3 separate regions of the Sus scrofa genome follow, and all the other regions are linked to region 3. Evidence: chromatin contacts called from public HiChIP or PLAC-seq data. All regions are on one chromosome and are shown on one strand. The core of a region is the stretch at or near the end of the contact, and the rest is flanking DNA. Distances in the headings are between cores, read along the strand shown.

Region 1 (4,290 bases), core at 2-2,501, 130 kb after region 3:
GTGTGGGTTTAACTGTGAATGATAATGATATTTTTATATAAAAAAGCATGCTTTCCAGATACAGTGGTAGATCTGATACTAAACAATGAAAAGTACACTTCTTTGGAAACTTTAAGGTAGGGAGGCAAGAGTCTTAGAAATTAATGATGGGTACAATTTTCTATTTTTTATATATCCTTTCTTGTGTAGTCACGGACTGGACTTCAGCCAAGATACATACTTTCTGTTTATACCTCCCTAGTAGATCAGAAGACATTATCCATGAAAACTTAAAGTATCTGAGTAATTAGGTACCTAATAATACCATCAGTCACCTGAAGTACTCACAGACATGATGAATTTTTCATCATCATTGAAGTGTGTTTGTTATTATTAGGCCAGTGTTTCATTAGTTAAATGTCTCTTCAGTGTAGAGAGTAAGATGGAAATAATGTGTACATGGTATATACATCGTACAAATTTCCCAAGTGAAAACTTGAATAAGTATCCTCTGTGAATTTTCTTGATCTTTTGGAAATATAAGGAGAGTTCAAATCAAAATCAGGATGACTTTTTAAAATCAAAAGCTCAATAAATTGAGCCTATTTTCAAATTCTGAGTTAATTCCTTCAAATTGAGTCCATTTGTTTACTTCATATTATAGAACCAGTTTGAACTAATTATTTTCATTAATTTACCTACTTTTAGTATTATCAGATACATACTATTTTATGTAATAAAATAGTAATTATTTTTTGCTTTAAATACTTCAACTTTTCACTGTCCCTTCCCTTGTTATAATTAGGAAGGTATGACTGTTTTATATGATAGCAGTATTTTAATAGTGTTAATATCCTAACAGTATTGACTAAATAAACAACAGGGAGTTAATTTCATATTATTGTTTGAATAATGTACTGTTATCTTCTTGAGGAAGAGAAAAATACAGAATGTAAATAGGTTTCATACAGAATAAAGGATTAAAAAGTTACAAAGAGGAGTTCCCACTGTGGCGCAATGGGATCAGCATCTTGAGAGTGCTGGGTCACAGGTTCGATTCCTGGCCTGGCACAGTGGGTTAAGGCTCCAGCATTGCCACAGCTGCGGCTTAGGTCACAACTGTGGCTTGGCTCTGATCCCTGGCCTGGGAACTCCATATGCTGTGGTCAGCACCCCCCCCCCCGCCCCCGCAAAAGTCACCAAGAAAACATTGAGAAGATAGATAGCTTAGGGCATAAGGAAGCAGAGAGAGGATTCATAAGTAAGTGCCTTAATACTAATGTTGCGTAAGTTCTCAATATCTATTAGGGATTTTCCTTAGCATTACTGAGCATAACCTCTCTTAGTCCAACTGAGTTACCCGGAATGTTCCCATGTGAAATACTCATGATACTGCTTAAGTAAATGTTCACACTTCAGTTTATAGTATAGTTGTTACTTTATTCTTCTTAATTTTTGTATGTTTTATTATGTAAAGTATAAACATATATTTAACTACATACACTGGGGTTTGCAGTCTCAAAGTTTTTTACTGATGAGTTACATAATTAAAAATACTTATTTGGAAACTACTGCTTCAGTGAAAACAACAGTATAAAATAACTTCTTTGTGCCACAGTGGAGTCATTTGCAGGTTAGGGGGTGTTTCCCCCGGAGGTTGAGTGCTGGCATCCGAGATGAGGAAGATTTTTAGGTACAGGGAGAATACTTGATGTAGATGCTGTTTAATTAAATTGTTGACATCCGTCTCCTGCTTCTGTGAAAGCTGTGGGAAGAGTAGTAAGTCACTGGTTGTTGACTGTAAACCAAAAGGGCTCTACAGAGCTGCTGGTGAGCAGGAGGCAAAGAAGGGGACTGGTGGTTCTGTGAGGGTTATGACTTCCTCAGCGTTTTGGCTCTGAGGTGACTGTCCCTGGGAGCCCTGGCCTGTGATTATGATCCTTCCTCAATTTCAGCTCCAGAAATCTGGCTTCTTCTTCTTTTTTTTTTTTTTTTCTTTTCTTTTTTCTTTTTTTGTCTTTTTAGGGCCGCACCCTCGGCAAATGGAGGTTCCCAGTCTAGGGGTCGAATCAGAGCTGTAGCTGCTGGCCTACACCACAGTCATAGCAATGCTACATCTGACTTCTGCCTGCGGCCTGTACCACAGTTCACGGCAATGCTGGATCCTTAACCCACTGAATGAGGCTGGGGATCGAACTCCCATCCTCATGGGTACTAGTTGGATTTGTTTCTGCTGTGCCACGATGGGAACTCCTCCAAAGACTTGACTTTTGATGGCCGATATTGGCTGTATGTGATGATTGCTTTTTAGCCACAGTGAACATGATGGGCCATTCAATTTTTTTTTCTTAATTTATAATAATAAAAATAACTTTAAAATTATTCAGGAAAAGATAGTCATATTCATAAAGAAAAAAGAACAAGTAAATTTGAAAGACCTAAATAGAACAATTGGAAATGAAAATTATAGTTATTAAAATGAAAATCTCTGTGAATGGGATAAAAAGATAAGATATAGCTAAAGAAAAAAATTAATGATCTTGAAGGTAAATCTGAAGAAATTTCTGATGAAGTATTGAGTTATAAGGAGATGGAAAAATAAGAGCAGTTAAGAGACATGGAGGCTATAAGGAGAAAGTCTTAACACAAAATCAAGGATGGGCAATCTTGAAAAATATGAGAATTTCCAGACCATTGAAAGCATGAATACTACAGCAAACATTACACTTAATCATGAAAGATCCCCATTCAAGGAAGTTCCCCTGTGGTGCAGCAGGTTAAGAGTCCAGCATTGCCAGAGCTGTGCACAGGTTACAAATGCAGCACGAATTGATCTCTGGCCCAGGAACCTCTACATGTCACGAGTGTGTATGTAGAGGTTTCTGGGGGGAAAAAAGTTAAAGAAGATCCTCATTCAAGTCCATAGTAAGATAAGGTTAAATAAATGGAAATAGAGACCACATCCACATTCATATCATCAAGATACTGGTTTTCCCCAAATCAAAATGTCAGTGTTATTCTAATCAAAATCCTGTTAAGATACTTGATTTGGTTTAATTTGGTTTGGAACTTGACAGACAGATCCTCAAATTTGTATTAAAAGGTAAAAGACGAGAAAAGCCAAGACGCTAGTGAAGAAGATGGGAACTTGCCTCATCAGAAATCATGACAGAGTCATAAAATACATGATTAGGACCAGGTAATATTGGCACAGGGCTTGACAGATAAACCAGTGGTACACAGCAGAGTCCAGACACAGACCCACACCTCTGTGGAAGCTTGGTATATGATAAAGGTGGCATCTACAAATGCTGGGATGATTGGTTTTCTATATAAAAAAAAATACACCTCTTACCATACACAAAGTAAAATTCCAGATGGATTAATAAACCAAGTGTGAATATAAAGATTTAAAACTTCTAATGAAAAGTTCAGAAGTATTTTTGTCATTATAGACAGAGAAATATATTAAGAAACAAGTGCAAAATATAGAGGAAAAGATTGATTGGCTTGAATATATTAAAATTCAAAACTTTGTTCAACATAACTGTGCCCACAGATTGTGACATTTATAGTGCCAATAAGTGACAATAACCAGAATAAGGAATTTCCAAATGAGAAAAAAGAACTCCATATGTTAGTTGAGTATATAAAAAAGTAGTTTGATGAAATGGAAACCCAGAGGACTAATAAACATGTGATTATTACCTGCTGTAATAATCAGGGAAATGTAAGTTTAAACAATGGGATGTAGTTTATACCCATCAAATGGACAAAATTGACAGTGTAATAGTACCAAATGTTAGTAAGGATGTATAGAAATTGCGGATGTTGTAGGGCTGGTGGTTATGTATATTGGGACATCTAATTTGAAGAAAGTTTGGTTTTATCAAGTATAATTGAAGGTCATGTTCCCCATGACCTAGCAGGAAAGGAAGAAGGGAGGGAGGCACAATTTGTAATGTTTTGTTTCTTTAAAAAAAGACAGAGGAAGAAAAATATGTATGTAATCTGAAACAGAGCAAAATGTCAATATTCGGCAAAACCAATGGGTTTGCTTATTTGTTATATTCTTCTTTTTATTTTTTTTGTCTTTTTGCCATTTCTTGAGCCGCTCCCATGGCATATGGAGGTTCCCAGGCTAGGGGTCGAATCGGAGCTGTGGCCACCAGCCTACACCAGAGCCACAGCAACATGGGATCTGAGCCATGTCTGCAACACACACCACAGCTCACAGCAATGCGGGATCCTTAACCCACTGAGCAAGGCCAGGGATCGAACCCACTGTGCCACGACAGGAACTCCTGCATT
Region 2 (4,150 bases), core at 1,344-3,843, 180 kb after region 3:
AATAAATGTCATGGACAATCACGTAGCCCCTTGCTTCTTAGCTGGCTGAAGGGACGTTTATGCTATAGTCATACTTCTTACTGTGCCTCTGTAATATTGTACCCACTGTCACATCAGAGCCTGCAGCTCCTCAAAAAGAACAGGAGAGAGACCCCCTTGGTCCTACTATAGACAACTTTCTCCAGGTAACTTCCTGCTTGGCTGAACTTGGCAATGGTGAGGTCCTGGGTATCATAAATCAATGACTTGTGGTCTGACTTCCTCTGCCTTTGGCTAAAAGGGGGCCTGGGAGGGTGAACAGCAGCACACAGCAGCTGCTCTTCTTTTTTTTTTTTTTTTTTTTTTTTTTTTTGCTTTTTAGGGCCGCACTTGTGGCATACGGAAGTTCCTAGGCTAGGGGTCGAATTGGAGCTCCAGCTGCTGGCCTACACCACAGCAACAGCCACACTGGATCTCTGACCCACTGAGTGAGGCCAGGGATTGAACCCGCATCCTCGTGGATATTAGTCGGATTTGTTTCTACTGCGCCACAAAGGGGACTCCCCAGGAGCTGCTCTTCTGAACGTTCCCACACTCATGGCCAGGCCATGGTGTCCCCCTACTAGACATAAATAACCTCACACAGTGCTGACCTCAGATATAGCCACTCAGTGACAATGACGGATTAAAAATAAGAGCCCTCCACGATCATGCCTGAATGCAAAACCACAACACTGTCTAAACCGCAAAACAAGCAAACACTACCCTATCCTGGCTCCGTTCTTCTTGCCTCTTGGATAAGAATCATTAAGATATCCAAGCAGAGGAGCTCCCGTCATGGCACAGTGGTTAAAGAATCCCACTAGGAACCATGAGGTTGCGGGTTCGATTCTTGACCTCGCTCAGTGGGTTAAGGATTCGGTGTGGCCGTGAGCTCTGGCGTAGCTCTGATTGGACCCTAGCCTGGGAACCTCCATATGCCGCAGGTGCAGCCCTAGACAAGACAAAAACAAAACAAAACAAAACAAACAAAAAAAGATATCCAAGTAGAGAACTGCATCCTGATGGCCCGCAACTCAGACAATGAACTGTTTCAAAAATCACCTAACACGAGGCTCAAACCCATAAGAAGCTCTTTTGAACCTGCCCTGGGGATGTCTCCCACTTCTCCAAAGCCACCTCACCATAATGAGTCAGTTAGGGTGTGTTTCTGGTGGCCAGGAAGCTTTGGGCATAACCAGACTCTCCTCCATCACTCACATCTCAAGAGTAATTAAAAACTCTAAAAAGGCAACTGGTACTCTCTCAACAGCCTTTTGTGCCAGGCACTGTAAACAGTGCTTCCCTGCAATGTTCCACTAGATGCACAAAGCTGCCCAAAGAGAGATGTGCCGACAATTCCAGTTTGCAGCAGTGAGGAAACTAGGGCTCAGAGACATGAGTAACCAGGCTTAGGGTACAGTAACTTGGAACAGATTTTACATCAAGGTGTTTTTTTGTTTGTCTGTTTGTTTATTTTTGGGCCGCACTCGCAACACGCGGATGTTCCAGGGCCAGGATCAAACCCACACCACAGCAGCACCTCGAGCCTGGTCCCTCACTTGCTGTGCCACAAAAGAACTCCTAGATCAAGGTTTTTTACTTCATTGCTCATGAGAATTTCAAATCCCAAGGCTGAAGACCTTGAACTGACAAACCAAGAGAGTGATTAAGTAAAATCCCTAACTTGCCCTCATTAAAGGATGAGTGTTATTCTGAGGGATTCATCTCCGTAAGAAAAACTGTAAGCCAGAGTAAACTGTAACCAAAGGAAGTAGTTCCAAAAGGATAAAACAAGGCTGGTTACTAAATCGCTGTAGGTCTCAGACAGCTTACAAAATCCTATCAAAAGCAGTTCTAGACCAGAAATCTCTCTATAAAAACAGATGTGAACGTTCCGTCCAGCGTGCAGTGATCTAATAACAGAGCGTCTTGCTTGGCTCTTACCCTTTCCCTTCTGGTCTTCTTATCCTTTGGTATTTATGACAGAGGTGTTCATATTTACATTTTACCATCAAAATCCTCCCAGGGTTTCTACCTGATAGGTACATCCTACCAGGTGTTCAGGGCCAGTCCCAGTGGAAAGGGCGGGGTCTTGTTTGTTGGTTTATTTACCTGTAAATATGACGGTGTTGAGACTGGATTTTCCCCAGAGTTCCATGAAATGGACCACATCCCCAAACCGGAGGGACGGGTGTCCTGTGAACACCACACATGGCTGTCTGAAGTCGTTGCTGAAGTCTCCGTGGATGCTGGGGTAGTGCTTCAGCTTGTTGGTCTGGATGAGCTGGAAGAAAACATGTACAAAAAGCACATGAAGAGTCAGCCTGCCTAGGAAGGGAAAACCAGAGTGTGGGAAAGTGAGTGGAAAAAATTAAAAGTACAAGAGAATTGCCAAAGATCCAAATTTCTTTACCTCCAACGTGATTTTCTCAAAAGATGCGACCTTTTGGTACAAATACCATACTTAATGGAGACTTAAAAAAATTTTTTTTACAGCCACCGCTGGGGTACATGGAAGTTCCTGGCTTGCGGTCAGACTGGAGCTGCAGCTGCTGGCCTATGCCACAGCTATGGCAACACTGGATCTGAGCTGCATTTGCAACTTATGCCACAGCTTGCAGCAATGCCAGATCCTTAACTCACTGAGCAAGGCCAGGAATCAAATCCACATCCTCAGAGAGACATTCCTGGGTCTCTCTAACCTCAGTGAGAACTTCCAAAATTGACATTCTTTTTATAAACTGACTGGACCAAATCATTACTTGCCCCAGTTAAATGGGCAAGTAGCCCACTAAGAGACTAGTTCTACTGTATCCATAGATGGCAAGGAAATGAATGGGATTCTAAGAAGAGCAGCAGGTCTTTGCACACAACTTAAGTCACTTTTTAGGCAAACTAAGATAAATTCATCATTTTTTTTTGCAGGGGTTGGGGGGGTAAATGCATCTACTTTTCCAGCTGACTCACTACCTTTAACTGTCCAGCATTACCTTTGTGCTGATTTAAGGTGCAAATCATATAACCAATGAAGCCATGAGGTAGGCATTCTGTATAGCAATGTTTTAGCAGCTCTAAGAGCAGAACCATATCTTATGAGCACCGGTCACATAATACTGACTCTCACCTCCATCACACCCTAATACTGACAAGTGAATTCCAGGAACCCTGATCAAGCAACTGTGGTCTTTCCATTTCCTAACTGTAATGGGAACAGAAGTCATCTGTGACATATATGTGGGTAAGAATGTGGTTAACGCCCTTAAAGAACAAGTTCTAAAGAACGGCTAATTGCTATTTGGGCAGAGGCAAAGAGACTTTTAGTGGCAAAGCCCACCACAAAGTATGTTTCGCTATATTTAATTTTCTAATATTACATTTCTAGCCTGAATTTCATGGTAGGAATGACAGAGCTTCCAAAAACCTTTTGCTACTGTAAGAGAGTATGAGGATGGCAAGTAACTCCTCAAAACCTTCCACTTGACATTCTGGTTCATGAAAGACCTGTCCCTCAGAATAGGAAAACAGTCAAATGTAAAAAAATTAGCAGAGTTCCCATCGTGGCTCAATGGTAACAAAGCCAATGAGTAGCCAGGAAGATGTGGGTTCTATCCCTGGCCTTGCTCAGTGGGTTAAGGATATGGTGCTGCTGTGAGCTACAGTGTAGGTCGCAGATGCAGTTTAGATCCTGTGTTGCTGTGGCTGCGGTGTAGGCTGGTAGCTACAGCTCTGATTTGACCCCTAGCCTGGGAACTTCCATGTGCCATGGGTGCGGCCCTAAAAAGACAAAAGATTAAAAAAAAAAAAATAGCAAGACATTTGTTGCAATTTACTTTTTTAAAAATTTAATTTATTCATTCATTAATTTTACTTTTTAGAGCCACACATGCAGCATATGGAAGTTCCCAGGCCAGGGGTCAAACTGGAGCTGCAGCTGCAGGCCCATGTCACAGCCACAGCAATGCCAGATCCGAGGCACATCTGCAACCTATACCACAGCTTGTGGCAATGCTGGATCCTTAACCCACTGAGTGAGGCCAGGGATTGAACCCATATCCACATGGATACTAGTCAGGTTCTCAACCCACTGAGTTACAGTGGGAACTCCTGTTGCAATTCACTCTTGAGCCAA
Region 3 (4,562 bases), core at 741-3,240:
AGAAGCAGCTTGGATCTGGCGTTGCTATGGCTCTGGCATAGGCCAGCAGCAACAGCTCCGATTAGACCCCTAGCCTGGAAACCTCCATATGCTGCAGGTTCAGCCCTGAAAAAGACAAAAAAAAAAAAAAAAAAAAAAAAAAAAAAGAGAGAGAGAGAAAATATATATACACTACTATATGCAAAATAGATAACCAACAAGGACCTACTCATAGCACAGGGAACTATACTCAGTATTTTGTAATAACCTATAATGGAAGGGAATGTAAAGAAAAAGAAATATATGTTTTATATAATATATATATAATATACAATATATATATAACTGAATCACCTGAAACTAACACAACATTGTAAGTCAACTGCATTTAAATAAAATTTTTTTTTCTCTTTTTGTCTCTTTAGGGCTGCACCCTTGGCATATGGAGGTTCCCAGGCCAGGGGTCCAATCAGAGCAGTAGTTGCCAGGCTATGCCACAGGCCCAGGAATGCCAGATCCAAGCCGTGTCTGCAGCCTACACCACAGCTCATGGCAACACTGGATCCTTAACCTGAATCATTTGAGTGGGGCCAGGGATCAAACCTGTGTCCTCATGGATGCTAGTCAGATTTGTTTCCACTGAGCCACAATGGGGACACCCAATAATTCTTTTTAAGTGCTTAGCATAATAGTCTAGCGTATAGTGAGCATGATTGTGAAAATGTGGCACGCTTAGGTTGCACTTGTGCTTTGTTCCTAGGTAACTTGCGAAACTGACATCCATCTGGGGATGGGAATGTTTCTGAAGATGAACAGCCATGATGGCATTTTAGGCCACATCAAGATGCTACTTCATCAAAGCAGCTTCACCAAACTGTCACAAACCTAAGCAAAGAGGTAGTTATTGAGAGCCCAGGAGCTGAGAACCAAGTCAGTCCTGCCCACACGAACTGGTTTATTTTGATTTCCTTCCAGTGGTCTGAGGAAATAAACTTACCAACTCATCTTTTTTTTTTTTTTTTTCCTTTTTGTCCACCCCCACTGGCATGCAGAAGTTCCAGGGCCAGGCCTCAAACCTGTGCTCCAGCAGCCACCCTGGCCACAGCAGTGATGCCAGGTCCCTAACCCACTGCACCACCAGGGAACTCCCCAACTCATCTTTTTTTTTTTTTTTTTTTTTGTCTTTTTGCCATTTCTTGGGCTGCTCTCCCAGCATGTGGAGGTTCCCAGGCTAGGGGTCGAATCAGAGCTGTAGCTGCCGGCCTACACCGCAGCCACAGCAACGCGGGATCCGAGCCGCATCTGCAACCTACACCACAGCTCACTGCAATGCTGGATCCTTAACCCACTGAGCAAGGCCAGGGATCAAACCCGAAACCTCATGGTTCTTAGTTGGATTCGTTAACCACCGCGCCATGACAGGAACTCCCCAACTCATCTTTTTTAATGGTGGTGGCATGAGCGTGGAGTGGGATGGAAATGGAAAAGAACCAACCTTCCCTGAGCTGATCTACCGCCTGCCAGGCACTGCATCTCATTTAACCCTCCAAACAGACGTGGGTGGTAGGTATTATCATTCCTAATTGTTAAGATTTGGGAACTGAGAATCAGGTTAAATGGTATGATTTTTTCCATGTTCCTATGGTGAATTTTCTAAACGGTCCCACACTAACTCCCTGCAGAGCTGAGTCAAAGGTGGGGCGGATAGTAGTTGCACAAACATCAACCTCTGAAGAGTGCCCATACCTTGCTGGAAACGTAGTGAAGTGGAGAATGTTTTATTTCCAGCACTTTCTCTTGGGGAGAGTCGTGTAAAAAGCTGTAGACAATAGTAGATGGGCTGCTGGCAGTGGGGTAGAGTTATAAACTTTGGCTCCTCGTCGGCCTTCTGGAGTGTAGGGGAGGGTCTTGTTAATTCAGTGTTCGGGTGTCCAGAAGTGGATTGCACGGTTAGCGGAGTGCTTCGGGACAGCAGAGGAAAGGCGAGTCGATGCCACCAGAGGGCGTCCTTCCCTTCCTCTCCCTGCACCCCGACTCCACCTTGACCAGGCAGCTCTCGCCCCGCTTTCCAATACTGAATAGGCTGTTAAAGACCTCGGGTTGGAAGGCTAGTGGGTAGTCCAGCCCTGATTCCATTTTGTCTCTCCTGCCCGGTCTCCGTCCACATGCCTTTCAGGTCTCCAGCCTTTTCCTTTCTCCCTGCCCCCTCCCTCCATGCACACCCCCACCCATCCACTCTTCTCTCTGAGCATCATAAGCTCTCAATGAAGGAAATCTCTCGTCCCTGTTTTTCCACCACTAGGCACTTTGTCAGTAATTGTGCACATAAATTGAGGTCATTTAGAAATTTTATGTGACTTTCACCTTAAGTACATCTTTTCAGTCCTTAATAATAATGTTGCTGGAAATTGTTTTCCTCGGGGAGGGGGAAGGGAGAAAGGAAAGCAAGCCCACCACGGTATGACTCCAACAGGTTTGTTTTATAACTTTTAGATTAACAGCTAATTGAAAAATCAAATCTCCATGTGCTCATGTCCACGTGCGTCTAAATGAACGGAAAAGCTGTTTTGCAAAACAAAACCTAGCCGTTTCCAAATTCCTTTTTAAAATGAAATCATTCGGAATGCTGTAGAAAATCGTTAGCTGTTTCTCCCACTTGCTAGAGGAAAGACATGAGTGGGCAGATGGGGGAGAGAGGGAATTACACAGAGGGGGGGGGACAGGAAAAGAAGTAGGAAGATGAAGAAACAGTGGGAGGCGGGCACGGAGAATGATGCTAGGAGAAAAGGATGAAATAGGTGAGGAAGAGGGAAAGGAAGAGGAGAGGATTGATGGGTCCTCACCACGTGACCAAAGTGAATCACATCGGTAGAAGTTAAAGCCTGGGTGTTAGCGCTTTGAGTTTTCCTTGACCATGAGGTAGAGCGGGAGGGTGAAATCGGGGAAAGGAGTTACAGAGAAACTGCTAGTTCCACCATCTTTCTCAGGCATCTGTGTCTCTTCTCCATCCGCAGCCGAGGAAGCTGCTGAAGAAGGTCCGGATCCCCTCCCCTCACAAGGTGAGCGTGTTCCCATCTGCCTGGCTGTCTGCTTGCTTTGCACGTCTCCCCCACGTCATATGCTAACAGCACCCCCGTATGCCGTATGCCTGGCACAGACACACAAGGAGCAAGCTAAATTAGGATGCGGGGGAGAGGGACAGAGCACCGCTTGTTTTCTGTTCTGGAATGTGTGGTAATTCACCGGTTACCGAATTACTTTTTAACTTTAATATATTTTCGTACTTTTAGATTGAGGTTTAGGTATAACTTATGAAGAGTAAATTGCATCAGTCAGAACTTTTTACATGTATTTTAGGGCCGTGTAACCACAAACCAAGTTGAGATGTAGGATGTTTCCGCCCCCTCCCAATCAGTATCTCCCCAAAGGTAAGAACTTCCAGATTCTATCACTGTATATTAGCCTTGCTTGTTTGATGTGTACACACAGAGAGATAGATGATAGACAGATAAATAGATAGGTAGATATTTGTGTGTTTGGCTTCTTTCTCTCAGATTCAATCCCTGGCCCAGGAACTTACATATGTTACAGGTGTGGCCATTAAAAAAAAAAAAAAAAAAAAAAACTAGAAATAACCAAATGCTCATCAACAGCAAAATGGATAGATTGTGATATATTCACACAGTGGAATGGTCATGTATATCAAATTTAACATCACCAACAGGCACAGACCATGTCTTAGTTACTTTAAGATGTACCATTAGGAGTTCCCGTTGTGGTGCAGCAGGTTAAAAACCCACTAGTATCCTTGAAGGTGTGGGTTCGATCCCTGGCATCACTCATTGGGTTAAGGATCGGGGCCGTGGTGTAGGTTGCAGACATAGCTCAGATGTGGCATTGTTGTGGCCATGGCGTAGGCTGGCTGCTGCAGCTCCAGTTCAACCCCTAGCCTGGGAGCTTCCATATACCATAGGTGTGGCCCTAAAAAAGAAAAGAAAAGAAAAGAAAATGTATGTTTATGAAAACAGTTTACTTTTTATATGCTGATTTTTATATTTTTTTCATTATAGCTGGTTTACAGTGTTCTGTCAATTTTCTACTGTACAGCATGGTGACCCAGTTACACAAACATGTATGTATAGATTCTTTTTTCTCACATTATCATGCTCCATCATAAGTGACTAGATATAGTTTCCAGTGCTACACAGCAGGATCTCATTGCTTCTCCGTTCCAAACGCAGCAGTCTGCCTCTATTAACCCCAGGTTCCCAATCCATCCCGCTCCCTCCCCTTCCCCTTGGCAACCACAAGTCTGTTCTCCAAGTCCATGATTTTTTCTGTGGAAAGTTTCATTTATTTTAGAGATTACATCCTAGAACAACTTTAGAAGCACGTATTCAAGTAAAATCGGACATTTTCTTCATTGACCTAAAATCTTCACTTAGTAACTCTATTAACTCACACCTGTCAGGATGACATTGGGCTACCTGTTAGGGGAAGTCTCGTCCTCTTGTCTTGGTCACTATGAGCGAATCACGGCAAAGCTTGTGTTTGTGCTGGAGGAGAGAAGGTGGCTGTGAATA

The links. HiChIP or PLAC-seq counts read pairs in DNA pulled down with a chosen protein or histone mark.
Region 1: an H3K27ac HiChIP or PLAC-seq map of alveolar macrophages shows a contact between it and region 3. The contact joins two enhancer-like sites. A contact is called at or near these places in 2 of 47 Hi-C or Micro-C datasets (embryonic fibroblasts and subcutaneous adipose tissue) and 1 of 2 datasets of contacts at active chromatin or transcription factors (alveolar macrophages).
Region 2: an H3K27ac HiChIP or PLAC-seq map of alveolar macrophages shows a contact between it and region 3. The contact joins two enhancer-like sites. A contact is called at or near these places in 9 of 47 Hi-C or Micro-C datasets (blood, brain, embryonic fibroblasts and 4 more) and 1 of 2 datasets of contacts at active chromatin or transcription factors (alveolar macrophages).

What each region holds. Positions count from the first base shown.
Region 1 is chr14:12,548,355-12,552,644 of Sscrofa11.1, forward strand. The region is part of intron 6 of EXTL3 (exostosin-like 3); the gene reads left to right. Among named protein-coding and RNA genes, the nearest start is that of EXTL3, 110 kb to the left of the region's middle. Within about 2 kb of position 1,252, at least 1 of the 83 cell types and tissues checked has an H3K27ac peak or open chromatin away from gene starts, as enhancers often do. A contact at or near this core is called in alveolar macrophages, where this site is marked.
Region 2 is chr14:12,592,083-12,596,232 of Sscrofa11.1, forward strand. It overlaps INTS9 (integrator complex subunit 9), which reads right to left. Exons shown (of 17, transcript XM_001928998.7): 12 at 2,134-2,305. Among named protein-coding and RNA genes, the nearest start is that of INTS9, 98 kb to the right of the region's middle. Within about 2 kb of position 2,594, at least 1 of the 83 cell types and tissues checked has an H3K27ac peak or open chromatin away from gene starts, as enhancers often do. A contact at or near this core is called in alveolar macrophages, where this site is marked.
Region 3 is chr14:12,416,566-12,421,127 of Sscrofa11.1, forward strand. No RefSeq gene overlaps it. Among named protein-coding and RNA genes, the nearest start is that of EXTL3, 19 kb to the right of the region's middle. Within about 2 kb of position 1,991, at least 7 of the 83 cell types and tissues checked have an H3K27ac peak or open chromatin away from gene starts, as enhancers often do. A contact at or near this core is called in alveolar macrophages, where this site is marked.